Linked DNA regions of Mus musculus: region 1 is linked to region 2. A link is a contact called in public Hi-C data. All regions are on one chromosome and are shown on one strand. The core of a region is the stretch at or near the end of the contact, and the rest is flanking DNA. Distances in the headings are between cores, read along the strand shown.

Evidence for each region. Hi-C and Micro-C count contacts between places; a contact is called where the count stands out from the background.
Region 1: a Hi-C map of B cells shows a contact between it and region 2, with 6 read pairs. The contact joins the promoter of Scyl3 here to the promoter of Mrps14 in region 2. A contact is called at or near these places in 3 of 484 Hi-C or Micro-C datasets (B cells, CD4 T cells and muscle stem cells).

What each region holds. Positions count from the first base shown.
Region 1 is chr1:163,926,698-163,933,823 of GRCm38.p6, reverse strand. Scyl3 (SCY1-like 3 (S. cerevisiae)) reads right to left here and starts at 4,059. Exons shown (of 14, transcript NM_028776.5): 1 at 3,638-4,059; 2 at 131-345. The coding sequence starts at 295.
Region 2 is chr1:160,190,312-160,197,305 of GRCm38.p6, reverse strand. Mrps14 (mitochondrial ribosomal protein S14) reads right to left here and starts at 2,091. Exons shown (of 3, transcript NM_025474.4): 1 at 1,995-2,091; 2 at 202-360. The coding sequence starts at 2,039.

The sequences.
Region 1 (7,126 bases), core at 2,810-5,309, 3.7 Mb before region 2:
TCTATGAGGGTCTTTGGCTATAGTGAAAGTATGCTGGAGACAGGACAACTGTTTTTATAACACCAAATCATAAAATACTTCTGCATGTGGCTGTAATAAAGATGCTATTAAGACAACTGCAGCACAGTACCTTGGCAGCCTTGTTAACCTTGTCTTCATTTTCTCGCTTATATACAAACACGGAAGCACATTTCCCATCTTGCAATATGGCGGGATAAACAGCAAGTCCAGATGGTAAGGTAAAAGGAGACTCCCTCAGTGTGTAGCTCTTTAAAGCGCTGTTCTCTGATCCCATCCCTGTTGCCGTGAGGCAGTTCTGCAGCTCCTCCTCAAATCCAAACAGCTCTACAAACAAAGAAGAAAAGGAACTGAGACATTAAATCTCGATCTGCAATATTAGCCAGGCTGGCTAATCCAGGTTTCCTCAATGTGACCACTAACAGGTACCCACTCACTCCTGCAGTGCCCACAACTGCATCTGAGAGTACAAATGGGCAACGAGCAGCAAGTTATCAGGAATGCGTGTTACTTAACAGCTAACAACTTCAGAGAAACTGTATTTTACCAAACAGTCACGTGCAGTTCCTCCCCCAAACCCAATCGTACACAAATATCTATAAAGTTTATAAACTTCTTCAGTTAAAGGTAAGTAGCCTTTAGATAAATACAAACGCCATAATTATGACACAAATCTCTCAACTTTAATTTTCCTTGTACTTGGAAGAAAAGCCACAGATATAATCTATGTAATGCTGCTAAAATCCATGCCTATCACTGAGTTTAAAGTGTGTATAGATGCATACACGTTACTATCGAGAGAATGAGAAGATGTGAGGGCGAGAAGCTATAGAATACTGGCTTTTTCAAAATCTCGGAAGATTATCAAATGCACTGAGCTCAGTTTGTCTCTCAAGACCCACTGTGACAGGCCAAAATGCAGAGAACAGGAGACTGCGGCGTTCAGTCCCAACACACAGACCTGGAGCGCGATTTCTGCACTTGAGACTCTGGGATCAGCTTGCAAAAGCCAGAGGGACAGGACGTTTGTTGTGAGACTCTATTTCCTAGGAAAAGTAAGAGACTTTTCTTGTGCTAATAAAGTCAGAGATTCAGACCATCTTGTTAACACGGTCGCCTAAGTAAGACCCAAACAACAAGGACACCAATGGACAAGCTAACTTGAAAGAGTGAAATCTCACACAACCTCACTCATAGCCAAAGAACTACAGGGACCCAGGGAATGCTGAGAATCAGAGATGTTTTCCTCCAGAGGGAAGGGCTCCCAGCTGGTTAGTCAATACCATGTGCTCAACATTAAGATCACACTTGCTTGCTTGCTTGCACACACACACACAGAGCAAGATGTACTTCTGTATTTAGGAGCACACACACATGCAACAAGAAAAAGACGATGAATTTGAGAGAACAATGGCAAGGAGGATGCACGGGAAGGGCTGGAGGGATGACAGAGAAAGGGGGGAAAATGATATGATTAAGTTTAATTCCAAAAAAAAAAATCATATAAAAAAAGGAATGACAAGGACCAGCCATATTTTACTGGGACAAGAGAAAAGCAATGCATGCAGCCAGAGAAAGAAGCTCTGATCATGGATGCAGTGGTCCCTGGGCGGCGAGGGCCTTCTTCCTGCCTCCTGGCCAAAGAGCAGTCGAGTCACAGCCGGATCTTTAGTATCCACAACCAGAATGAAGGGGCGGACCACTGTCTCCTCTATGGATCTGATGTTTTTCTTTATCACTAGTAGCACATCTGAAGCTGGGGTCACCAGGAGGTGGAGCTGGGGCCCCATGGAAGCAAACACGTGGTAGGCACCAAGGAAGTGAGTGGTCAGTGAGATAATGGTAGGCACAAGCTGGGGGAATGGCTGCTTTATAGAGACACACAGGCATCCTCCATCTTGGCCCTGCCTAGTGCCTGCAGGACGAGCAGCTGGCTTCCAATCCAGTTTTTCCACTGCCTCACTGACTAAGCCTCTAGGTGCTTGCGGCTTCCCTGGTGTGGCTTGAGTGGGCCTACACTCCCTGAGACCAACGGACACTTCTACTCTGACCCCTGCTTCAAACACCAGTGAGAAGAGAGGTATGAGTTAGGGAAGGGTTCATTTGAAAAGTATGTGGACCTAGCCTGCATTTTTGGTTCACTACAAAATAAAAGTTTTCAAAATTAAACAATAAAGGAAAACCACAGCAGGTGAGTATCTTCTTGGCAGAAAAACCAGTTTAATTTCGTTAGTCCTGAAGGGATACTGCGGTCACTGAGATTCATGAGCCACGCTGGCAAAAGGCAGGGGCAATGGGCATTTAGCTTACTGATTTCCAATAGCAGGCCAAATCCTTGTTGGAATATTGGCCCTTAGATTATCTATTAACCCTAACTCAATGTTATAAATACGAACATAATACCTTTAGATTTGCAAAAATACTAGGAAGCTACCAAAACCAGTCATTTTTCACAGTGATAAGTCGCCTATGACCCTAAGGAAGAGCACCTTTAAAAAGGCAAGGCTCAGTTTCTACCGAAGCGAATAGGATGCCCTGTACAGAGCCCCGCGCCCAACACAGCAGGGAAAGGGCGCCGAGGACTGGATTTGAGAACACACAAGGCGGTCACTCTGGTTCTCCCCACGCCTGTATCTAAGAGGCAGGACCGCTGGCACCAGCAGTGTTTTACAACCCTCAGGACGGAGCTGAAAGGAGCTTATGGAAATGCAAGACATAAGGAACACTCCCAACTCCACGGATTTTTTCTTGGTTTGGGAAGTAAGAAGGGGACTATGAAATAGTGCCAGGTAGCTTTGAAAGTCACACGAAGGTAGAAAAGGATATTCTAATATGGCATTTTTACTGACTATACCACTTATACTTTCTATAATGAAACGTCGAGTTGACAGTCTAGGATGTGACTGTACACTTTAATCTATCTATGTCTTCCATCCTTCTCATTTCTTTGGCTTCAGGCGAAGCTTCTGAAGGGTTCCATTTGGTTTGGGAGCAGCACCTTGCCTAGGTATTCAACCACATACCACGTGTGCTCTGGGGGAAGTATGTCCCTTAGTTCTCCCGACAGTAGAGACTCTCTTCGGTTCTAGTTCCCTTCGCTTCAAAGAGCCAAAGGTTATGACTTGCCCGAGAGTCCTAAGGATATGTACTCGTTGGCACTTAGATACTGGGTGACAAATCTTACCAGCGGCCCTGTCTCGGCCACGTATGTTCCCTGTCAGGAACTCAACCGCATTGTGCTAGCTGACAAGCAAAACATGTAGTCTCTGTGGACTAAAAGTACTCCGAGGTGTGACATCAGCTCAGAGCACACACATGTCCCCCAACCCAGCAGCAGCAGCGATCCCAGAACTCAGCAAAAGCGACCTTGGGAGATGTTGTTGTCTTTTCTACACGTGAAGCCCGGGGGCTGAGTGTGGACGCTCGTCGGGGACCCTGCACCGCGCGGCCTTCCCGCTGGACTCCAGGCCCGGTCTCTCGGCCCTCCACCGGCCTCGGCCGGCGGGGCTCACCCGAGACGCCAGGCACAGGGGCACCCCGAACTCCCCGGGGCAGCGCTCAACCGGCCGCCCCGGCTCGCTTCCCGCCCCGCCGTCCAGGCCGCACGGCTCCCGGTTACCTGCGGGCGGCGGGAGGAGGCTGGCGGCTCCGCTCCCTCTTGGCCCGCGGCTGGCTCCGACGCTCAGACCCCGGCTCCTCCACCCACAGACACCCCCGAGGACCCGGCTCCGGCGGCTCTCCGAGGGCCCGGAAGCGGCTCAACAGCCGGGCCTTCAGTTCCTCCGACGCCACCACCGAGGCGCGAACCCGGAACCGAGCTAGAGCGGCCGCACAGGTGCTGCGAGGGCGCGGGCCCGGGTAGGTGTGGGCGCCAGGGGAGCCTGCGCCGCACGCCTGTTCCCGGCAGCCGGCTCTGGCGGCAGGGAAGCCTCTCTGCGTGTGTCTTCAGCCCGACTGCAGGGGCATCCCGGTTTTCATGTTTGGGTTTTTAACCAGCCGCTTTTGAGTTCATTTCCGCCCGAATCCAAAATGGCCACCTCTGGCTTCAGACAAGTAAGGGGGCGGGGAGGAGGAGGAGAGGAGTTTGGGGCTGAGCCAGAACTTTTCCGGTTGTGACTGCCCCCTCAGCATCCTGGCCACCAGGATTGGCCTGCTGTCAGAGAAGATATGTATGTATGTATGTATGTATGTATGTATGTATGTATGTATGTATGTATGTATGTATGTATTTAGTGAAGTCAGAAATCATGGCGATTAACGCTTGAGACTTAATTAAGGCTTAAGGTTTCAGATGGAAAACCTGGAATCATAATTCAGCGAAATAGTACAATTAGAAGGAATGTCACGCAAGACCGGAGAGGACCGGACAGGAGGGAAGAAAGTGAAGAGGAGAAAAGGGGAAGGGAGGAGAGGGGAAATAAGGATGGGGGGGGGGTGTGTGGGAAAGGAACGGAGGAAGAGAAGACTACACCTGTGATAGAATTACCAGCTCCAATATCCGCTGACTTCTTGTTCTCTTCGAAAGTTCACCTTCGTTACAATAACCGAAGACTAAATGATCAACCCATTTGCGTGTGGGAGGTCGCAGCCAGCCTCTGCCTTCCTGGTAAAGAATGTAGATAAAGTAACATCAGCTACCACGTCCTGTAAGGCAAGTCAGAATGAGACCAGGATTGTCTTGATCAATTTATTTTGTGCCTTTCTTTTCCTGGAGGAGTAGAATTGAGCCACTTCAACCAGGGCAAGAAATCCACTGGGAGGATGATGCATTCCTGACTCACATCTATGCTGTATCGTTCGCTCTGGGTGCTTGCTCGCATTCTCATCCATTCTTTGATCACTAATCCTAGTCCAGCTGTGGATGGGATCCTGGGTAGCATGTAGCCTGTTTTCTCAAACACGATGGTCACCTACTCCTCTAAAATTAACACTAGAAGACAGTTCCCTGCTGCATGTGTAAGACATGATTGGAAGGGACACACTCAATACTTCTACCATCTACTCACTTCATTTATCCTGGTGTCACTCAGGTTTCTAAATAAACCATCTCTTACATCTCTGCATTAAGATTCCAGATATTTTTGAGGCCACGGGTTAACTTACACATCTTACCCTCAATAGGGTATGTCAGTCATTCTGTCCAGCGGACATTTGATTCTGTAGGAAAAAGGACCAGTATTGTACAGGCACACACAGATTCAGTTACCCCGCCTGGAGTTGGGTGACAGGTGATATTGCTCAGGTGGCACATGGACACGGGCTGGAGATAAGTAAGCTCTGCCCCTGGCTTGCAGTTCACTGATTAAGCCAGGCTCTCTGTCCAGGGAGCCCCAGAATCCACCTGCCTTTGCTTCCCCAGTGCTGGGCTTCCAGGCATAAGAACTTGGATTCTAATGATCAGACTGAGGTTCCAAGCACCTTACTGACTGAGCCATCTCCTAATGCCCCTCCCCACAAGATTACAGATTATTTGCATATGAGCCTTTGTGAAGATTTTGGGCTCACTAGATTCTTATGCCTTTCAGCCTATTTGACCTATTTTGAAGTTACTCATTTTGGCAATGAAAATTCACTTTTTAACATCCTTAAAAACACCATTAATCTGCATTAGATATGGGAAGGGCATTATCTGTAGTATCTGTCTCTAAGTATGGGTTTCTGATTTAAATCCTCCCAATGCCAATCCAAGCGTGAAATGCTTCTTAGCCTCCAAGTGTACACCAATCACCTCAGAGTTTAAGTGAAGAGAAAATAATAGATGTGTTGAGTAGTCTAGGTCTTGTCAAATGGCCTCAGACCTTAGTACAACTGACCCCATGATGGAAGTACCATCCAGGCTGTAAAACTCAGCATGTAGGCAGCACCACGTGCCAAAACTAAAACAAAGGCCTAATCCACCAAAGTCCCTTGTTCTGGGAAAGTCTCTAAATGAACTAACCTTGCTTTTTAGCTTCTGTAGCTCTGCTTCTGGCTAACTGTTCTTGTTAACAGAACATGGTTTTTCTGCTTAAAAGCTCACCCTGAGAAAGGCTCAGGGCTGCATAGGCATCCTGAACATCCAGTGTAGTTGTTGGCTGTCTAAAAAAAACAAAAAAAACAAAAAAAAAAAAACAAACACCTTTCTGTTGGCTTAAACCCATGTCTGAGCAGTCTTTTTGGAGAATACTCCACAATATTTCTGGATACCTCAAAAGATCCCAGAGACCACACTTCAAGATACCGGGGTGGTGGGATGAGGAGGTGTCTCAGAGACCCTTGGATCAAGGAAGAGTTGGGCTGTCAAGGGGCCCCTAGGGGGACACAAGTGGAGATGCTCCAGCTTCCCAGAGCTGCCTTTGATCACTCACTGCCTAAGGTTTTGGAGGGGTCTCACACCTCTACCGGGAAAGGAAGCAGGTTGCCTTGGTCTATGACCTCCGGAGATAAGTCTGGTCATGGCACATTCTGTTTGGACACACAGGAGAGGTCGACATGTCTGCTGATCCAGTGTCCATGTGATTTGTGACTGGATCCTTTTGTCTGTTCAGGTATATAAATGTGGTGGCTACCCCTTGTTGTCTTTTCTGTCTTTGTCTGTCTGTCTGTCTGTCTGTCTGTCTGTCTCTCTCTCTCTTATGTGTCTTTGTGTGTCTGTGTCTACGTGTTTCTGTCAGTTCTATTTCTCTGTATTCACTAGTGGCTTTCTCTGGTGTAAGAACCTGTAACCCAGGCTTAAGACCTGTACCCCATTCCATTAAGGACCCAAATCCTTTTGACTCTGCCAGGTTACCCAGACAGACAGACAAACAAACAGACAGACAAACAAAACAAAACCAAAAGTCAAAAACCAAACCAAATTTAAAGGCCCCACAACTAACTAACTAACTAACTAACTAACTAACTAACTTTATTTTGGACTCAATATAGAATTATTTGATATAGATTTTTTTAGTTAAATAATATAGATTGATTTAGTTATAACCAACCAACTAACTAACTAACTAACTAACTAACTAACTAGAGTCCACCTGCCCGCTTTAGGAGCAAGGGGCCTTGCTAGTTGCTTTGCTACACTTCTGCTCACAGTCAGGGTTGGTTCCTGTGTGGATGTGGGAGGGGACAGGCCTCT
Region 2 (6,994 bases), core at 842-3,341:
CAAGGCTGAAGAACCAGGAAAGACTGAGTAGTTGTCCTTTATCCTAAGCTGACCAAAGCCAGTTTTAAGGCTATATATGTAGACTTGAATATTTGATCTTATTCTCCAGAAATTACATTAAGAAGTTGCAATAAAACAGCATAAAACAGAATATGAGGATAGTTAATGCTTTTGTGCAAGAAAGGGACTCAACTGGCTAACCTGAAGGTCCTTTGGCAAAATGGTATTCTTTCTGAGCGAATTGATCCGAAGCCTCTCATCTGCATATTCATAAGCCATTTTCCGTCTCTTCAAATCACGCAACATTCTCCAGTCTACATAGTAACCTCGAACTTGACCTGACGCTGATGGAGGAACTGCCTAAAAAAGAGAGACAAGGATTATCCTACAAACTTTCAGTCACTCGTTAAATGACTTTGAGCAGTTAAATTCTATTTGGCATGTCTGAGTGCACATGTGTGCTTGTGTATGGACGGGCATGTGTGGAGGGTGGACAAGGACAACGCTTCTGTGAGTCAGTTACCCCCCTACAACATGGGGCCTTAGATTGAACTGCACAGGCTTGGTGGCAAGCATTTTACCCACTGAGCCATCTCATGGGGGGAAGACTTAATAGTTTTAGGAAGTAACTTATGGCATTTATTTGTGTGTGCATGTGCATACCTCATGCATACTACAACTCAGGTGGAAATCTGGGGACAATTTGCAGGTGTATTCATTCTTCTTTCTTAAGTCACTGTTACCTTCTCCCACACCCTCAGGTTCTGATGACTTCAGTACCCTTAGTTATAAAATTAGAAGCAATCTGGAGAGAATTTCCAAACTCCCACTACCATACCTGTGCCCCCTCGGCAGTATTTGTACTACACTCTACACCCCTCTCATTGGTTATATGACACCTCTGTCCATTACAGTGGCCATGAACCATGGATACAGCTAATACGCACTGGAACTGTAAGCAGTACAAGTGGGGACATAATTCTTGGTATTAACTCGCTTAAAAGTTTGGTTTTGGTCCAACTGCAAAAGTTAGCATCCCAACTGCGATATATATATATTTTAAGTGTCAGATACACAGACTTTGAAACCTGCTTCCAACAGAAGAATGCAAATGTCACATAAGTCATTCTAATTTTGACTTGTTAGGATAAGGATAGACCTGACTAAAAATATCTATCAAAATTAACCGCACCTCCTTTTTAAACTTCAATATAAATATTAGAAAATATTTAAATTATCCTTGTGGTTTGCATTACAATTCTACTGGACGAAACTGCTATTCATGACTTAACCACATTCCTAAAATCAAAATTCATACACAGACTATATCACCTCTTGCCTGCAAAAAAAAGGCAGATCTCCAGCGATTCTTCCCTATTCTTTATATCAGTGTTCCCCCACTCTAATATACAGATATGACGCAATGTCACAGTAAAGAAAAAACAACCCAGGTCCACCCAGGTCTCCCTCTAGTTGACACCCCTCCCCAACAAAACTATCCAAGACTTCTCCAACGTCCTTTGCTGCTCGTTCCAGTTTCTATCCGCATCATAACACTCCCACTCCTTAACTCTACAGCCAATTCTCGGCCCTTCCTTTAACTAATTCTGCTTTAGCGGAATGGCCTGCTCCCCATTCGAAATTGTCACCACCTGCTTCCAAGCCACCACTGGCTGACAGCTAGTTCCCTACAGTCTCTTTGCATAATCGGAGCCTCTGAGGTCTCAATCATCCGACTCTCCCCTCTCTTCTCCACTCACACTCGGCTCCTTATAACCCGGAGTCATTCTCGCAGCTTTCACATGACGGATCACACCTGAATACCAAGCCCTCGACTGCTGCTCTGGGCTCTCCTAACCTAGCCAGGACGGGAAAGCAGATAGGAGCCTTGGGATCGGTCCTCCGTGCGCATTACAGGTGACAGGGTTACGAGGGACCCACAGGACACGGAAATCAGGGAAGGGGTAGGCTGGCGAGAAAGGCAGGGGCCTGACCTGCCGGAAGGTCCGCAGCAGCGAGCCTAGCACGGACGCCGCCATGTTGTCTGCCCAGCCAGCCAACCACCGCCGCAGTACAACACCGGAAACAGGTTCTGTGGAGGCGGGGCTTATGCCCCAAAGGGCGGGTCCAGGGCAGGATTTAGCCTATAGAGAGGGAGAGGGTAGGTGCGGGATTTGAAATAACTCTCGCGTTATTTCATAGATAAGCAAATCATCCATGCGGACCGCCCACTTAGGCAGTAGGAGAATAGTGAGCCTGCGCGATCTCTCCTGGCCCTTGCTGTTCCTCTGTCCCAGCCCCGCCCAGCCTGCGCCTGTGTTCTGCGCGTTGGCGCCACCCGGCGGAAGCTTGGCAGCATTTGTCACTCATCCTGCAGAACTGGCACTGGTCACATTTCTGCTGTAAAGAAGATGGTAGTGGCCCTGATAGAGTTTCTGCTTGCACGCCAAGGGTTTAAATATGTATTATATTATATATATTATATTTATTTTATTATATTATATCATATCTGTATTAAGGTTGTATAGGTTTTACGTTTTTGTCTCTGTGGGTTGGACGGCGGTAGTGGTGTGTGTGCATGTGCCTGCTGTTTTCCCTTTAGTACAGGGCACTTTCCTGCCATCTTCCTAGCCTGTCTCCTAGATGTGTTGATGGGTGCAGTGAGGAACAGCCCATTGGGCTCTTTACACAGGAAGCTCCCAGGAAGAAGGAGAGTTTTTTTCTTTAAGCGTTACAAGTTAGTGAACATTTCTAATGGGCTAGGGAAACTCTGACTGAAACCATTTGGCAGGATAAGACAACCAGGAGTCCCTGCCATCATACTAAGATCTAAAAAGTCCTAGACCAGCAAGCAGCATCAAACCCTGGTTAAAACTCATTCCCACTCACCCCCACGCCACACACAACATAATTGGGCATCATCTACAGTCATCTCAAGATATGGGTACACGGCAAACTCTTTTATTATGTTTCTGTTGTTTTAAGATGCCTGTTTGTTTTCATCGGGAGTTAGATAGGAAGGGAAGTGGGAAGATCTTGGAGGAGATGAGGGAGGGGAAATATGCTGTATAAAAATATTTCTTTTCAATTAAAAACAGGAAAAGTTTCACTAATGTGTTACAATTTCAGAAAGCCAAACTTCTGGAAGGGGCTTGAAAGTCAGAAAGATATGTTTATAGGCTATAGAGTAAGAAATGAGTTTTAGGGCCGGGCGTGGTGGCACTCGCCTTTAATTCCAGCACTCGGGAGGCAGAGGCAGGTGGATTTCTGAGTTCGAGGACAGCCTGGTCTACAAAGTGAGTTTCAGGACAGCCAGGGCTATACAGAGAAACCCTGTCTCAAAAAAACAACAAAACAAAACAAAAAAGAAATGAGTTTTAGGGCTGGAGGGATGGCTCAGCAGTTAAGAGCACCGGCTGCTCTTCCAGAGGTCCTGAGTTCAAATCCCAACAATCACTCAGTGGCTCACAACCATCCGTAAGGAGATCTTACGCCCTCTTCTGGAGTGTCTGAAGACAGCAACAGTGTACTTACATATAATAAATAAATAAACAAATCTTTTAAAAAGCGAGTTTTATACAATTAAACTATTGCACAGACCCATGAGTTGAATTCCTAAAAGGTCCAGAAAAAAATCAGAAAGATTAAAATTCAATGTGACCGTTTACATTCTCCCTCTATTCTTGAGTGTACTGAGAGACTTTATTTGGAGTCTTCTCACCCTGAGCTTCCATGCACAAGCAGATAGTATATGTTGCTAAACAAGCCAAGAAGCCTTCAACGTAAAACTGGCCCCAAGTTTCTCTGCAACTGCATTGAAGGTTACTTAGAGATCAAAGCATTTCTTGAGACAGGTGCCTGTCAGTATTATCCTCCAGCAACCCTACCTAGAAACTTGGTCTGGAGCTGGCACTAGATAACCACTGCTGTAGTCTCACTGAATGGATAGCTTCCTAGACACCAGTGCATGCTGCAGCCTTGTGAAGAGAACTTGCTGAGCCACCCTCTGTCCTCCAACTGCTATCATTCCACATTTATCAGCTTTCTTTGGGTAAAACTTGGTTTCCCCTGGTAGGCTAGGTTTTCATCCTGCATTACAGTATGACAAGGAACATGGCCAAGAACCCATCTCCGTGTGTGTCATAAGAACAGGCAGGAAAACTATATCCGTCTAGAGTTGGATGTAGGACCAGCCCTAGGAGCCAGGTGATTGTTTGCCTTGTTGAAAATGGCAAATTAAAATAATGGTAGTGCATGCATGCAATCCCAGCATTTGGGAGGGTCAGGAATTCAAGGCTAGCCTTGGGTGCACAGCAAGTTTAAAGCCATCACAGGCTACAATGAGACCCTGTCACAAAATAACAAAAACATAAGCAGCAACAAGAGGCAGTGGCTAGTTGGTGGCAAATGGAAAAGTATCCCAGGACCTGGTGCGCTTAGATCTTGTAGGGTAAATATTCGTGACTTAAAAGCATTTGGTGTACTTTATCAGCTTATTATAAAGAATAAAAATGGACAAAAAGATGAAGACATGTATAAGACAAAATAGAAGAGACACAGAACTTGATGCCCTTCTACTCCCCAGGAAACACCACTCCTTCCCCCCAAACTCCAGGGAGCTCCTTTAAACATCATTAGTAACTATAAAAAGTAGAGTAAAATATACATAATGTTTTACTCCATTTGTACTCTATAATATGATATATAAGATTGGGTAATTCATAAAGAACAAAGATATGGGCTAGGGATGTAGCTCAGCTGGTAGAGAGCATGCCTAATATGAGCAATCCCTACATAGATCCCCAACACTGCATAAATGGACCATAGTGGCTTTCGCCTGTCATCCCAGACTCAAGACATGGAGGGTCAAAAGTTCAAAGTTACCTAAAGTCTGAGTCCAGCCTGGACTACATGAGGCTCTGTGTCAAAAACATTAAATTCAATTGTAGTCCAGAGACGCCCGAAGGGGATGTCAGGTCCTCTCGAACTGGAGGTGCAGACCCTCATAAGCCATCACGTGCGGGCTAGGAATTGAACCCAGGTACTTTGGGAGAGCAGCTGAAAGATCCTGACAGAATGTAAAAGGCCACAGAAGCCCTGAAACTGGCAAAATAGATTTCATTGCTAGCAGAACTAGCTTCACTGATTTAGAAAAATAGAGGTGCACAATGCCCTGGCCACTCCTTGAACCTGTGTGTCTGCCAATGTTTTGACCATTCCTTGAACCCATGTGTGTGCCCACTGATGAAGCCCATTGCCAGGTGTTTGTGAAATTGGTTGCTGGGGAAGAGTAGGAAAATCTCCCCAGCAACCACAGCCCGGCCAATCCTGAGTTGCTACACCTGCACCAGACTCTTTCCTTGTACCCCTCCCATACCCATTTCTTGAGAATAGACATTGTTTAGATCTGGAAATCCCCTACTCCCCCCTTCTCCTTTCTCCCCCTGAGGGCCTATAAAAAGTGGGACCTCTTTCCCCTCGAGGTCGACTCCTCTACCCCTGCATGGGATATGAGTCATTCCCAGAGCTCTGGCTTTCCCTGAATAAAGCCTCATGTGGTTTACATCAAGCTTGGTCTATCGTGAGTTCTTGGGTGTCCTCTATTGTCCTGAGGCCTGAGCGAGGGGCTCCTCTCAGAGTCTTTCACAGCCATCTTAACCACTGAGGCATCTCTCCAGCCCTGTGTGAGGAACTTCTTGCTGGATCACCACATTAAGAGAATGAGTGAAAGACAGAAGAGCCAGGCTCACCCAAAACAAACCTAATTCAAGACACCAAGCCTACTCCATCCTGAGACATTAATCCATTAGAACTTGATCTAATCACCCCTCAAGGTCCAGCCTCTTCGTTGCACTTCTAGTTAAACTTCAACACATAACACAAAGCTACCCTCACCTTATTTTGTAATTCTTCCTACCACTCACTTCCCCACCATTTACTCACCCTCTCTTCTGGTCTCTGTGGGCACCACATGTTTGCACAAGGTGACCAAACAAACATGCAGGCAAAACACCCATACACGTAAAAGAAGAAAACTCAAAAAGAAGACCCTTGTCAGAATCAGGCCCTTTAAGTTATACTTTTGCGCTTCCAGAACATTGGGAAGTAAATCTGGAATTTGTGTTTGTTTTCATTTTTTGAGACAGTCTTGTGTAGCCTGAACCGGCCTCAGACTTGCTGAAATTTCATCCAGAGTTTTTTTCATAAAGGAAGTTTGTACCAAACAGTGACATCCCACTTTCCCCTTCCCCCAGCCTCTGACTACTACCATTTTCTTTATCATTTTGAGTATTTTAAGAACCTGATATAAATAGAGTCATCCAATGTTTGTCCTTTTGTGATTGTCTTTGTTGTTTTGGGACAGGTCTTACTGTATACCCTAAGGTGGCCTCCAACATGCCGCCCTCCTGTTTGAGTCTCCTGAGTGCAGCTGGCTTCTTTCACGATGTCTTCCAGTTTTATTTAGACTGCAGAGCATCTCAGCCCTTTATTGATTTGTTAGGGACTGGATGCTATTCAGATATGTGGTTATACCACACCTTGCTTCTCTCACTAGGAACTTAATTAGCTTTTGCCGTTTGGCAACTGTGAATGATTCTGCTGAACCTATATATGCAAATATCTTAAGTTGTATTAGTATCTTATAGGGTGAAGATCATTTTGAGATGATACTAAAACAGAAGTCTCTGAGATGATATAACTAGACTCCAGAGGTTTCTTCCTTCCTTCCCTCCTTCCCTCCTTCCCTCCCTCCTTCCTTCCTTCCTTTCCTTTTCTTTCTTTTTCTTTCTTGGTTTTTTTTCCCATTTTTTATTAGGTATTTAGTTCATTTACATTTCTAATGCTATACCAAAAGTCCCCCATACCCACCCACCCCCACTCCCCTACCCACCCACTCCCCCTTTTTGGCCCTGGCGTTCCCCTGTACTGGGGCATATAAAGTTTGCGTGTCCAATGGGCCTCTCTTTCCAGTGATGGCCGACTAGGCCATCTT